Linked DNA regions of Sus scrofa: region 1 is linked to region 2. Evidence: chromatin contacts called from public Hi-C data. All regions are on one chromosome and are shown on one strand. The core of a region is the stretch at or near the end of the contact, and the rest is flanking DNA. Distances in the headings are between cores, read along the strand shown. Region 1 overlaps LOC106507478 (a long non-coding RNA gene). Region 2 overlaps NUAK1 (NUAK family SNF1-like kinase 1).

The links. Hi-C and Micro-C count contacts between places; a contact is called where the count stands out from the background.
Region 1: a contact with region 2 is called in a Hi-C map of heart right ventricle, with 3 times the contacts expected there. The contact joins two enhancer-like sites. A contact is called at or near these places in 1 of 5 promoter capture datasets (liver), 10 of 47 Hi-C or Micro-C datasets (embryonic fibroblasts, fetal heart ventricle, fetal skeletal muscle and 6 more) and 1 of 2 datasets of contacts at active chromatin or transcription factors (skeletal muscle).

The regions. Positions count from the first base shown.
Region 1 is chr5:14,349,282-14,355,211 of Sscrofa11.1, forward strand. The region is part of intron 2 of LOC106507478 (a long non-coding RNA gene); the gene reads right to left. Among named protein-coding and RNA genes, the nearest start is that of NUAK1, 260 kb to the left of the region's middle. Within about 2 kb of position 1,735, at least 5 of the 83 cell types and tissues checked have an H3K27ac peak or open chromatin away from gene starts, as enhancers often do.
Region 2 is chr5:14,103,875-14,109,346 of Sscrofa11.1, forward strand. The region is part of intron 3 of NUAK1 (NUAK family SNF1-like kinase 1); the gene reads left to right. Among named protein-coding and RNA genes, the nearest start is that of NUAK1, 17 kb to the left of the region's middle. Within about 2 kb of position 3,452, at least 10 of the 83 cell types and tissues checked have an H3K27ac peak or open chromatin away from gene starts, as enhancers often do.

The DNA.
Region 1 (5,930 bases), core at 485-2,984, 240 kb after region 2:
CACAGCAATGCTGGATCCTTAACCCACTGAGCAAGGCCAGGGATCGAACCTGCAACCTCATGATTCTCAGATTCTTTTTCACTGTGCCATGATGGGAACTCCCAGAGAAAACTTTAATTTGAAAAGATACATGCACCCTAATGTTCATAGCAGCACTATTTACAATAGCCAAGACATGGAAACAACCTATATGTCCGTATCAATAGACGAATGGATAAACAAGATGTGGTACATATATACAATGGAATACTACTCAGCCATAAAAAAGAACGAAATAATGCCATTTGCAGCAACATGGATGGACACAGAGATTATCATACTAAGTGAATTAAGTCAAAATGAGATCGCGTATCACTTGCATATAGAATCTAAAATATGATACAAATGAACATATCTACAAAACAGAAACAGACTCACAGACATAGAAAACAAACTTGTGGCTGCCAAGGAGAAGAGAGAGTGGGAGAGGGAAGGACTGGCAGTTTGGGATTAGCAGATGCAAACTATTTTATGTATATGTTATATATATATATAATACATACATATATATATATATATATATATATAAATTTATATACATATTTTTGCTTTTTAGGGCCTGTGGCACATGGAAGTTCCCAGGCTAGGGGTTGAATCAGAGCTACAGCTGCCAGCCTATGCCAAAGCCACAGCAACAGGGGATCCAAACCACACCTGCAACCTACACCACAGCTCATGGCAATGCTGGATCCCTGACCCACGGAGAGAGGCCAGGGATGGAACCCGTGTCCTCATGGATACTAGTCAGATTCATTTCCACTGAGCCACTATGGGAGTGCCCCAAACTATTATATATTGAATGGACAAAAACAAGGTCCTACTGTATAGCACAGGGAACTCAATTCAATATCCTCTGATAAACCATAATGGAAAAGAATGTGAAAAATTATATTATATATATATAATAGAATCATTTTGCTATACAGCTGAAATTAACATTGTAAATCAACTATTCTTCAATTAAAAAAAAAGAAAGGAATGTCTAGCAATGGTTCAATGGCTATTAAATATATTGATCAATCAGATCCTATGTTAAGGGTTTGATGACATAACAAATGTCAATCACTTAGCACAGGACCTGGCAAATAATACGAATTCAATAACTATTAGCTGCTATCTTTATAATACAATTATTACCCCATTGACTGAAAATACATGTGGTTCCTAAGCATTCTCATTTAACAGATGCCATTAATTTTTTTCATTTTCTAACATATCTTTAGTCTCTGGCTTATCTTATAGTTCAACTATCCATCTGATTGCCAAGTTGGTGATAATGATAATACTAATTGCAACTCTTATGGTTATGCTATGATTATTATAGGTAGGTAGGTAAGTAAATATTATGAGGGACAGTGGGTGAAATTAAGTATGGTCATTCATAAAATAATTACAATACATGAAAAAATTCTTTCTCTCTTGTAATCAATGAAATGCAAATTAAAGCATGAATTGCTTTTTGCTTACCAACATTTTGAAGATTTAAACTGGCAATTTTCAGCATTCTCAAACACTACTAGGAAGACCGTAATTTGGCATAATTGATTTTTGAAAAGCAATATGACAAGATAAATTAAGTGCCATAAGCCCGTTTTCATCTGTTGATCCACTTTAAAGAATTTCTCTGGAACCTCTAGGAGGGAAATTGAGGGCAGCTGAAGATTTAGGTACAGAATGTCCACTGCCATGTGTATCGGTCAGGGTCTGGTCAGGAAACAGCACGCTCAAACTGAGTAACTGGAGGACAGTTTAATCAAAAGAGCAAAGCAAACAAACAAACAAACAAACAAAAACTACTTAGGAAGTGCGGCAGGGTGTTGGATAGGCCCAAAGTAGGGCAGGAGGGTGGGGCAGAACAAGGAGAGGGAGGCTGCCTGCAGGGCCTCAGGACAGCCACCCCAGGGGAATGAATGGCCCACCCCCACCCTCCTCCCAGCTTCTGGACTCCTGCCCGCACCTCCCATTCTGAGTCCAAGCAAAGCCAAAAAGCAAGGGAGCCCCTTGACAAAGTCCACATGGGCCCAGGCTGAACGGTGGCTCTGCCAGAGACAAATGAAAAATGTCCGGCACGCTCTGTCAGTCTCAAGAGCAAGAATAAAAATGGAAGATAACATCCAAAGATGGGGAAATGAGTCAATAAACTGGAGTATGTTTTGCAGTGGGATGTGACACATCCGTATAAAAGAACACTTCTGAAGAAACAGTAACATAGGAAAATGTTTTCAGTCTAAAGTCAACTGAAGAAAAGCAGGGTACAAAATTATATATGACTCCTGGCGTTCTCCTGTGGTGCGGCAGGTTAAGGATCTGGTGCTGTCATTGCAGTGTCTTGGATCACGGCTGTGGCCCAGGTTCGATCCCTGGCCCAGGAACTTCCATATGCCATGGACATAGCCAAAAAAAGTACATATCACTCCAAATATGAAAAAACTTACGAACACGACCCATTTTAAAAAAGACCAGCGGGAACTCCACGCCCAAATTTAAGCAGCTATTTCTGATTTAGGGAATTGGAAATTTTCTTCTTTTTTTAGTTTTCTGAATTTTCCAAATTTTACATGACTATATGTTATTTACAATCAGAAAAACATTATTTAAAATAAATAGTCTTTTGTCTTCTGTGGCTTATAATCTAGTGGGAAAGAAAGATTAATTTCTAATGAAGTATAGCCAGACACAATGGAAGAACAACAGAATAGTTCATTGAGTTCAGCAAGCAGGCAGAATCAGGACAACTTCCTGGAGGAGGTGGCATTTAAACTGAGTCTTGAGAGATGAGAAACATTTTAATAGGTTGAGAAGCGCCAGAGGCGCACCCAGGTGAGAGGATAAGGGGAACCAGAGACTGAGAGCTCCAGAGGGTAGAAATATCTGGGGCACAAGAGTAGATGGATAGTTCTAGAGCAATACACTGGCAAAATCAAAGGCACTTTTACAACACGTGGGTTTCATCGTCCCTCTCTGTATCAACTGAATTGGCATCTGCGCTGGGGAGCCCAAGACAAATATTTTTTAAATGCTTCCAGGTGTTTCGAAGGCATGGCCAGGGCTTAGAAGCCTGAGTGGGCAAAGGATATAAGAGAGCATGGGGGGGAGTCTCTTGTGAAGTGGTTGCCAGGAAATATAGCCATCTTCCTCTCCGAGGGGAAAGGGGTCCAACAGCCACCTTATAAGATGTGACCCTTCCCCCTGACTACAGGTGCGTGGGCTGAGCTAAACCTGCCTTTGGTGCTAAGGGGTAGAGGTGGGCTTTGCCGTGGGCAACTTCTGCCTGCTCTGTGGCCTGGAGTGCCAAGGGAGAGGAAGCCCAGCGGAAGGAATGAAGCTGGGGTAAGGAGAAGAGAAGGGTTGGGAAAGAGAGCATCCTGCCACCTTCCAATCCCTGATTCCAGTACTTTCTCGTCCCACTCAATTTCTGGCCTTGTGTTTACTGAGGTCGCTTCTGCCCTTATGATAGAGCCCAATTTTATTTTATTTAAAAAAATTTTTATTATAGTCGATTTACAGTGTTCTGTCAATTTCTGCTATACAGCAAACTGACCCAAACTCCAAGTCCATCCCATTCCCTCCTCCTCCTTGGCAACCCTAAGTCTGTTCTCCATGTCCATGAGGTTCTTTTCTGTAGATAGGTTCATCAGTGTTGTATATTAGATTCCACATATAAGTGATATTATATGATATTTGTCTTTCTTTCTGACTTACTTCACTTAGTATGAGAATCTCTAGTTCCATCCATGTTGCTGCAAATGGCACTGTTTTGTTCTTTTTTATGGCTGAGTAGTATTCCACTGTGTATATGCCCAATTTTATTTTATTTTATTTTATTTTTTATTTTCCCACTGTACAGCAAGGGGGTCAGGTTATCCTTAGATGTATACATTGCAATTACAGTTTTTCCCCCACCCTTTCTTCTGTTGCAACATGAGTATCTAGACATAGTTCTCAATGCTATTCAGCAGGATCTCCTTGTAAATCTATTCTAGGTTGTGTCTGATAAGCCCAAGCTCCCGATCCCTCCCACTCCCTCCCCCTCCCATCAGGCAACCACAGGTCTCTTCTCCAAGTCCATGATTTTCTTTTCTGAGGAGATGTTCATTTGTGCTGGATATTAGATTCCAGTTATAAGTGATATTATATGGTATTTGTCTTTCTTTCTGACTTACTTCACTTAGTATGAGAATCTCTAGTTCCATCCGTGTTGCTGCAGATGGCACTGTTTTGTTCTTTTTTATGGCTGAGTAGTATTCCACTGTGTATATGCCTAATTTTAAATGCTGGCCTGGCTGCAACTTGCCTCAGTTACCTGCAGAGGTGAGCAGACCAGCTCTATCTTCAGGCACAGCAATGACTGCATACTTGCCAGATCCCGGCTGGAGTCCAGGGAGTGTGGCTCTGCTGCAACCTAACGAGCTGGTGCAGTCCTTCCCAAACTGTTTTTCTCAGAATAGGTTTGGTGCAGATCATGGATGTGGCAGCACAGGCAAACAAACAAAGTATAAAAGACCTACCCTTGGTCCCATAAGTTGGGATGTTTCTGAATCAGCAAAGTTAAACTGGCTTCTCAACATGACATACACCTTAAACTTGCACCATGTATGTGTCAATTATATCTCAATAAAACTGGGGCAAAAAACTTTCGGGCTTCAATGATAAACACATCACTAGCAAAAAACAAACCCCAAACAAAAAAAAAAAAAAAAAAAAAACACTGGTTTCTTTATTAGAAAACTCCTCAGAACCTTTCTATGCTCTTGTGCATTATGAATCTCCCAAAAGGATTACAGGATGCAGAGTTCCCCAAATTTATTTGACTGGGGAATCTTTTTTTTTTTCCCCAAAAGGAGGTTTCAGAGCTGCAGTTGGCCCAGAAGAGCTAATTCATTAATTTATCTGTTTCTTCATTCAGTAATCATTTATTAGAGGAGCAAAAATAAGAACCATTGCTCAAAATGGCACGTTATCTTGTGAGGAAGACATACTAGCCTCCTGGGAATTGTGTGTGTGTGTGTGTTCATGTGCACACTATGTGTATGCACGTGTGTGTGTGTGTGTGTGTGTGTGTGCGCTGGGTATATGCCTTGGGGGGTATGGTAAGAGAGGAAGAGAGTGAGGGGAGAGCAAGACAGAAAGAGCGAAGGGTCCTCAGCGTCGAAACCCATAGGTTTCCTGATGCTCATTAAACAGAGAGCATCTCCATCTGCAAATAGAATTACATTATGTCAAGTGGACTCGCGCTGGTTCCTCTGATTAATTTTGACTTCAATGAAAAGAAACCTCCAAATCATTTATCCTCCATCCATCAAATGAAATAGCCTGCCATAGCCAAGTGTGCTTATGCCCAAATCCATTTTTAATTTGTGAAAGTAACCGGACTTTCTCTGGATTCATTTTCAATTTTCTGATTAAAAGAAGCTTCTCATCTTAATGATGATAATGCTTTTGTCAGAAAAAGAGGGTTTATCGAACATCCCTTATAAGCCACCGCTAGGCTGAGCATTACAAATACTTAGTCTTATTTGATTCATCCAGTGACCCTATAAGACAGGCAATTCATTTTTTTTTTTTTTCCTTTTTACAGATGAGAAAGTTCTGTGAAGGTAAGGAATCTGGGTCTGTTTCAACATTTAGCACCTGACCTATAGTTGGTCTCTGTAATATAGTTATTGAATGAATAAGTAAATGAGGAAACTGAGCCTGAGTGATTTGACTCAGGATAAAATCATGACATCAAAGACCAGGCTGAGTGTTCCAGAAACCCAGTGCTTGTGCCTTCAACTGTGGAGCTGCTTGCAAGAAGCCTCTTTCCATGGAGTGAGACCTCTGTGAACTTGAAGGGGTGGGCTTTCCTCGTAGGGACGAGGGACAGAGCCAGCTGGCAGCCTGAAGTGCCC
Region 2 (5,472 bases), core at 2,202-4,701:
GCAAAGATGTCCTTTGAGGAACACACTTTCAGGTTTGTGGAAGAGGAGGCTGAGAAACGTGCGCTTCATTCATGCTTTTCTTCTGAGGTGATATTCCCCAGGCTGGATGTTGAATAAGCAAAAGCTAAGCTCCTTGCTCATGTTGTCTTAATAGCTGTTGAAGAATCGCGCTGGGAAGTTGGAAAGTGGAATAATGAAAAACAGACGCGGTTTGGGTTGCAGGTTGAGGATGTGAGCTTGTGAGTGGTCAGGGTGTGTCTGGGATCTGTGAGGGGACACAGCCGCCTGAAGGCTGGGGAGCTGCTGCTAACTGAAAGAATGAAGGCTTGTCTTATGGCAGACGTCTTTCTGAGCCTCGCTGGGGCTTCAGGTATTTGTGTAGCTGTCTGATCCATGGTCTAGAGTGAAAGGGATCCCATCAGTAGATGGGAGCCTGCCTTTCTCTTTTGGTGGCTGTCTTTCCCTTTATTTGCAGAAAGTCTGAACATTCCGTCAGGATTTAGTCGAATAGCCACGAGGGGGCGCCCTGAGAACGGAAGAGGCTCATTTCGCTGCAGGATTTGAGTCCTGCTGTTATTGTCCAGTTCTAGTCTCGCTTCCCATTGTGCTATTAATTTCAGCTAAGTCTCTTGTCTTACTCAAAAATTCTGCAAAGATTGCAAATCTGGTGGCAGGTCCACATCCAGAAGCTGGCAATCCCCAGACTGCTTTCTGCATGATAGATGAGCCTAGGCTGTTAGCAAAATCATCTGGTTGAAAACGCTGCATTAAGCAGATGGGAAAACTGAGGTTGGGTGAAGGGAAGACCTCCTTGGCCTTGAGTCCTCCCCCTGCTGAGCACACTGCTCACAGATGGTGTAAGAACTTCAGTGAGAAACAGAAATTGTCAGGTGGAAAATTCTCTGCGCCTGACTGAACAGAAAAATAAAACAAACACCCAAAAAATTGGTCAGCAAGTTGTTCTTGCCTGCACAGTGCTTGGTGACTCAGAATCTGTCCAGAAACTTCCACTTCCTCATCTGTAAAATGGGCTCATATAGTACCAACTTCATGGACTGGCAGTGAGAACTGAATAAAATAACCTGCAGAAAGCCTCAGGAAGGGAAGTGAGTAAATTTAGTTTCCTCTTGGAGCTGATGCTTTTTCCTCATCTCACCTGGACTTTGATTTTTTTTTTTATTTTTTTTTTTGTCTTTTTGCTATTTCTTGGGCCACTCCTGCAGCATATGGAGATTCCCAGGCTAGGGGTCTAATCGGAGCTGTAGCCACCGGCCTACACCAGAGCCACAGCAACGCGGGATCCGAGCCGCGTCTGCAACCTACACCACAGCTCAGGGCAACGCCGGATCGTTAACCCACTGAGCAAGGGCAGGGACCGAACCCGCAACCTCATGGTTCCTGGTCGGATTCGTTAACCACTGCGCCACGACGGGAACTCCTGGACTTTGATTTAGATGTTAAGACCGTCAGAGAGGCCTGATGCAGTGGGCAGTTAACTAAGAGAGAGGGAGGGGAGATAACGTTTCAGGTTAATTAGGGAAGGGTACCCAGAGGAAGCCAAAACAGCCAGATGCCGAGAGGATCTTGACACATTTCTAAGGCCTTGAGTTTGGGCTTTGCTTATTGCACCTTTGTTTTGATGCCGTTTGGGGCGGGGCTGTGGAGCGAGCTCCTGTGTTATGACATGGCATTTTCTTTGAGCCAAACTCCCTGGATCCTCCAGCTGCATACGGCATTGCCAGAAAAACTCCAAGAGCAAAAACAAACAACATTTTGAGGAGAAATACCATACAGTCCCCTCACTGTCCAGGGCCAAGTTCAGCTTTCCCTCTATACCAGGTTATCTCCTGGGAGCAGTGCATGGTGTGGTGTGATCAGGAAGCAGGGCTCTGGGAGGGGTCGGGCATGGGAGCGGAAGGGCTGGTGGGCAAAACGTGCCCCCAGTTTGCCATGGTGCCCCCTACACGGGTCATGGGATGTCCTCGCCCAGCAGAGGAAGTCATTTTAAACACCCATCACAAATGGGTGTTTTAAGCACTGGCCCCAAGTTATTCATATCCTTGTGCTGGAAAACCACAGGGCAGGTGCAAATTCATAAGCTGCTGAGCCAAGGGCATGTGGCTGTCATAGGCATGGTGGCTGAGATGCCACATTGCAGTTAAGGCCCAAAGCCAGTTTCAGGGAGTAAGGGACCTTGGTAGATATGTGGTTCAAACTTCTCATCCCGGAGGTGGGAAAAATGAGGCACAGAAGTGTTAAGTGACTTCTCTGAGGTTGCACAGCTGGTAAGTCTAAACAACCTGATTTTTGGTTTGGTGTTTTTCCATCACTCATTTCATAAATCTTTATGAGAGCAAGACATGAGCCTCACTCTTAAAGAGTTTATAACCTAGTAGCAAAGAAAAAATGTACTTACAAATATTGAACTAATTCTGCTCAGTTCAACTGAGATTTATTACCAACTGCCATATGCTTCTCACCATGTTAAGATCTGGGACAGACACATGAACAAGACCCAAGCCACGTACAGTCTGACAGAAGAGCCAATATGAGCAGTTGCTAGGCTCGGTACCTCTTCTGTGCAGGAATCAGTTACTTCCAGAGATTCTCAAGTTGGAGCGTAGCTCATGGAAGATCAGTTCATCAAATTGATCCTGCACAGGAAAACCCCCTCCCTGTATGGCTGCTGCTGCTGTTAGTACTACCAGCTGATGCTTTGGAGAGCTTGGGGCGTGTCGTCCTGCGCTGAGTACTTTACCGAGGTTTCCTCTCATGTCATTGACACCCCAAGCCTAAGAGGTGTGCACGCTCATGAGACCCGTTTAACAGATGGGGAAAAGCAATGCTTGGGGAGGTTAAGCGACTTGCCTGGGGTCCAACAGCCAGATGGTGTCAAACAGATCTGTGTCTTTGGAGACCCACTGCTGCTAGAGAGATGGAGAACCTTCTTTGTGATACACAGTGGGAGACCTCTGGGTTTGGGTGTGGTATTTCGCTCATGCGCCAGGCCAGCCACAGGGCGACTCTTCTCCTGGGGTGGGGGTGGGGGGCTTCTTGTTGTTCGGGAAGGAGATGGAAGGAGGGCAAGGGCTGTTAAAAATGAGTCTCGCTTTGGGTTTCTGAGGACTGAACTCTGGAGGCTTTCAGGTAGCGAGCGAATGGCCAGATCTCTTAGAATGGGTTATGCTGGGATGCGGTGGGAGGCAAGGCTGGAAGTTGGGATGGAGGTAAAAGTCATAGCATTGAATGGTAATAAATAACAGCAGCTAATTCTTCTTGAGTGCTTCTAACGTGCTAGGTCCATTTAACTAATTTAACGCTCATAACAAGCCTGTGACCATCTCATCTCTTCCATGTGAAGAGACTGAGTACAGAGCGCGTCACTAACCTGCCACGGCCACACGCAGCAGCAGAGGCAGCTTTTAGGCAGTGTGAGTGCAGAGATCTTGACCCAACCCCTCCCCCTAGTTGGGCTGAGCCCGGCTCGGCTCCCAGTGGGGCTCCGAGCCCATGGTCTGGTATGGTGTGCAGGCTTGGAGCAGGAAGGCCAGCCTGGTGGTTTTCACAAGAGTTGAGCCGTGAGGAGATAAGGGTCAGAAAGAAGGCTGTCAGGGGAGAGGCGTCTGCTTGTTGGGCCATGAGTCTGTTTTAGTGGAGCAGGTTGGGGAGCGTTCCACCTGGACACACACTGAGTTCTTTGTTCCGTCAGCACCCTCAGGTTCTGGAATCCATGGGGCCCTGGAGAGAGGTCAGCTGGTTCACTTCCCTCCCTGCAGACAGAAATGCACCCACTCTACTCCAGGACTGATCTCACTTCCTCTTGGGAAGCCGTAGTAGATGAGGATTGAGTCAAGGTGTCTTGTCTGCAAGGAAGCCCCATATAACCTTCGTGAACCTACTATCTATACCTAGCAGAGGGCTGGGCACATAGTAGGTCCTGAGCACAGCCTTGTAGGATGGCACAGAAGGGAATACGTTGAGCGAGGGATGGTTTTAGGAGGTGTGGAGGCCCTAGGTCACCACCCCCGACCCCAAGGAGCTTCCTGATTTGTGGGCAAGAGAAGACAATGGCTGGAAATGAATGGCGGGTTACGTAGCCGTAGCCGAGTCTGCAAAGCCAGGCAGACCCTTCCCTGCATGAATTCCCTTTTTGTTACATTTGCTCTTGTGCTCCTTACGGGGAGAGAGAGCCTTCCTGGCCGGGGCTTCCTGTCCTCAGTGGCTCCGGAGTCAGACAGCCTAAGTCTCATCTGTCTTTCCCACATGAAAGTCCTGGAGCATCTGTAAGTTATGATTTGTGAAGTATCTGCTTTAAAGCAGAATGCGTTTATCATCCCGCTGGCCCAGACGGCAGAGTGCAGCGCAGGCTTGAGAGGATCCCAGGCCCCGGCAGAGGAGGGGCTGGGCCAGATGACCCACCCGTGAGCAGAGTCTGGCCGTATTGATAAAATTCTCTGGAAACGGTCCAGAAGCCGCCAGATGTTGACTTCGAGGCTCTTCGGTAGACTTTTAACGGCATGTTCAACCAGGGCTGGGCCGTTGCCCCTCCCCCGCCTCCCCAGGAGGAACGCAGACGTGTGTCCACCCGGAAAACCTGCACGCAAATGTCCACAGCCGCGTTCTTCATACGAGCCCCACAGCAGAAGCACCCTAGAGACCCGTCAGTGGGTGAATGGAGAAGCGAAGCGTGGTCCATTCACTTGATTTATGGGATAGCGTTTGTGACCCACTCCATCATTTTGATGATGGGATATTTACGGACTGTGGTTCAGGAATAAGAAGGAATGCAGGACTGATAGATGCTCCAACGTGGATGAACGTGCTTGGTGAAGGAAGCCGAAAGATCAGATGTTGGGTGATAGCACGTCTCTGAAGTATCCCATATAGGCAAATACACAGAGACAGAAAATGAACGAGAGGGCACGTGCCTCGGGCTGGGGTGGGTTGGAAGGAAAAGTGGCTTCTTGTGGGTCGGGTTTTCCTCGTGGAGTGCTGAGAATGGTCTAAAATTGATTGTGATAATGTTACACAATTTGAATATGCTAACCCCTCCCCTCGCCAAATAATGCATTTGAAATGAGTGAAATATATGATACCTGAGTTTTATCTCGTTATAGCTATAGAAACCACCTGAGACTTGGGGGGTGGTTGGGAAGTGGAGAGGGGGGTAGAAACCCGTGCCTATCAGGCCCCCCTGATTCCAGCCTGAGGGGCCACAGATCTCTATTTTGTGGAAGTGGAAAGCATTGTCCTATGTGCCACCTTCAAGAGAGAGCGCCCTGGAACCAGGCTGCTGGGGCCCTCGTGCCACCTCACCCCGTGACAGCTATGTGATCTCGGGCTAGTCACTAATCTCCTCTGAATCTTTGTGTCCTCCTCTGGGGCTCCTAGGAGTTCTTGCTTTATGGGTCGTCGAGAGGATTCAGTATGGCAATGAGATGTAGTCAAGCCTTTAGCCCTGGGCCTGGCACA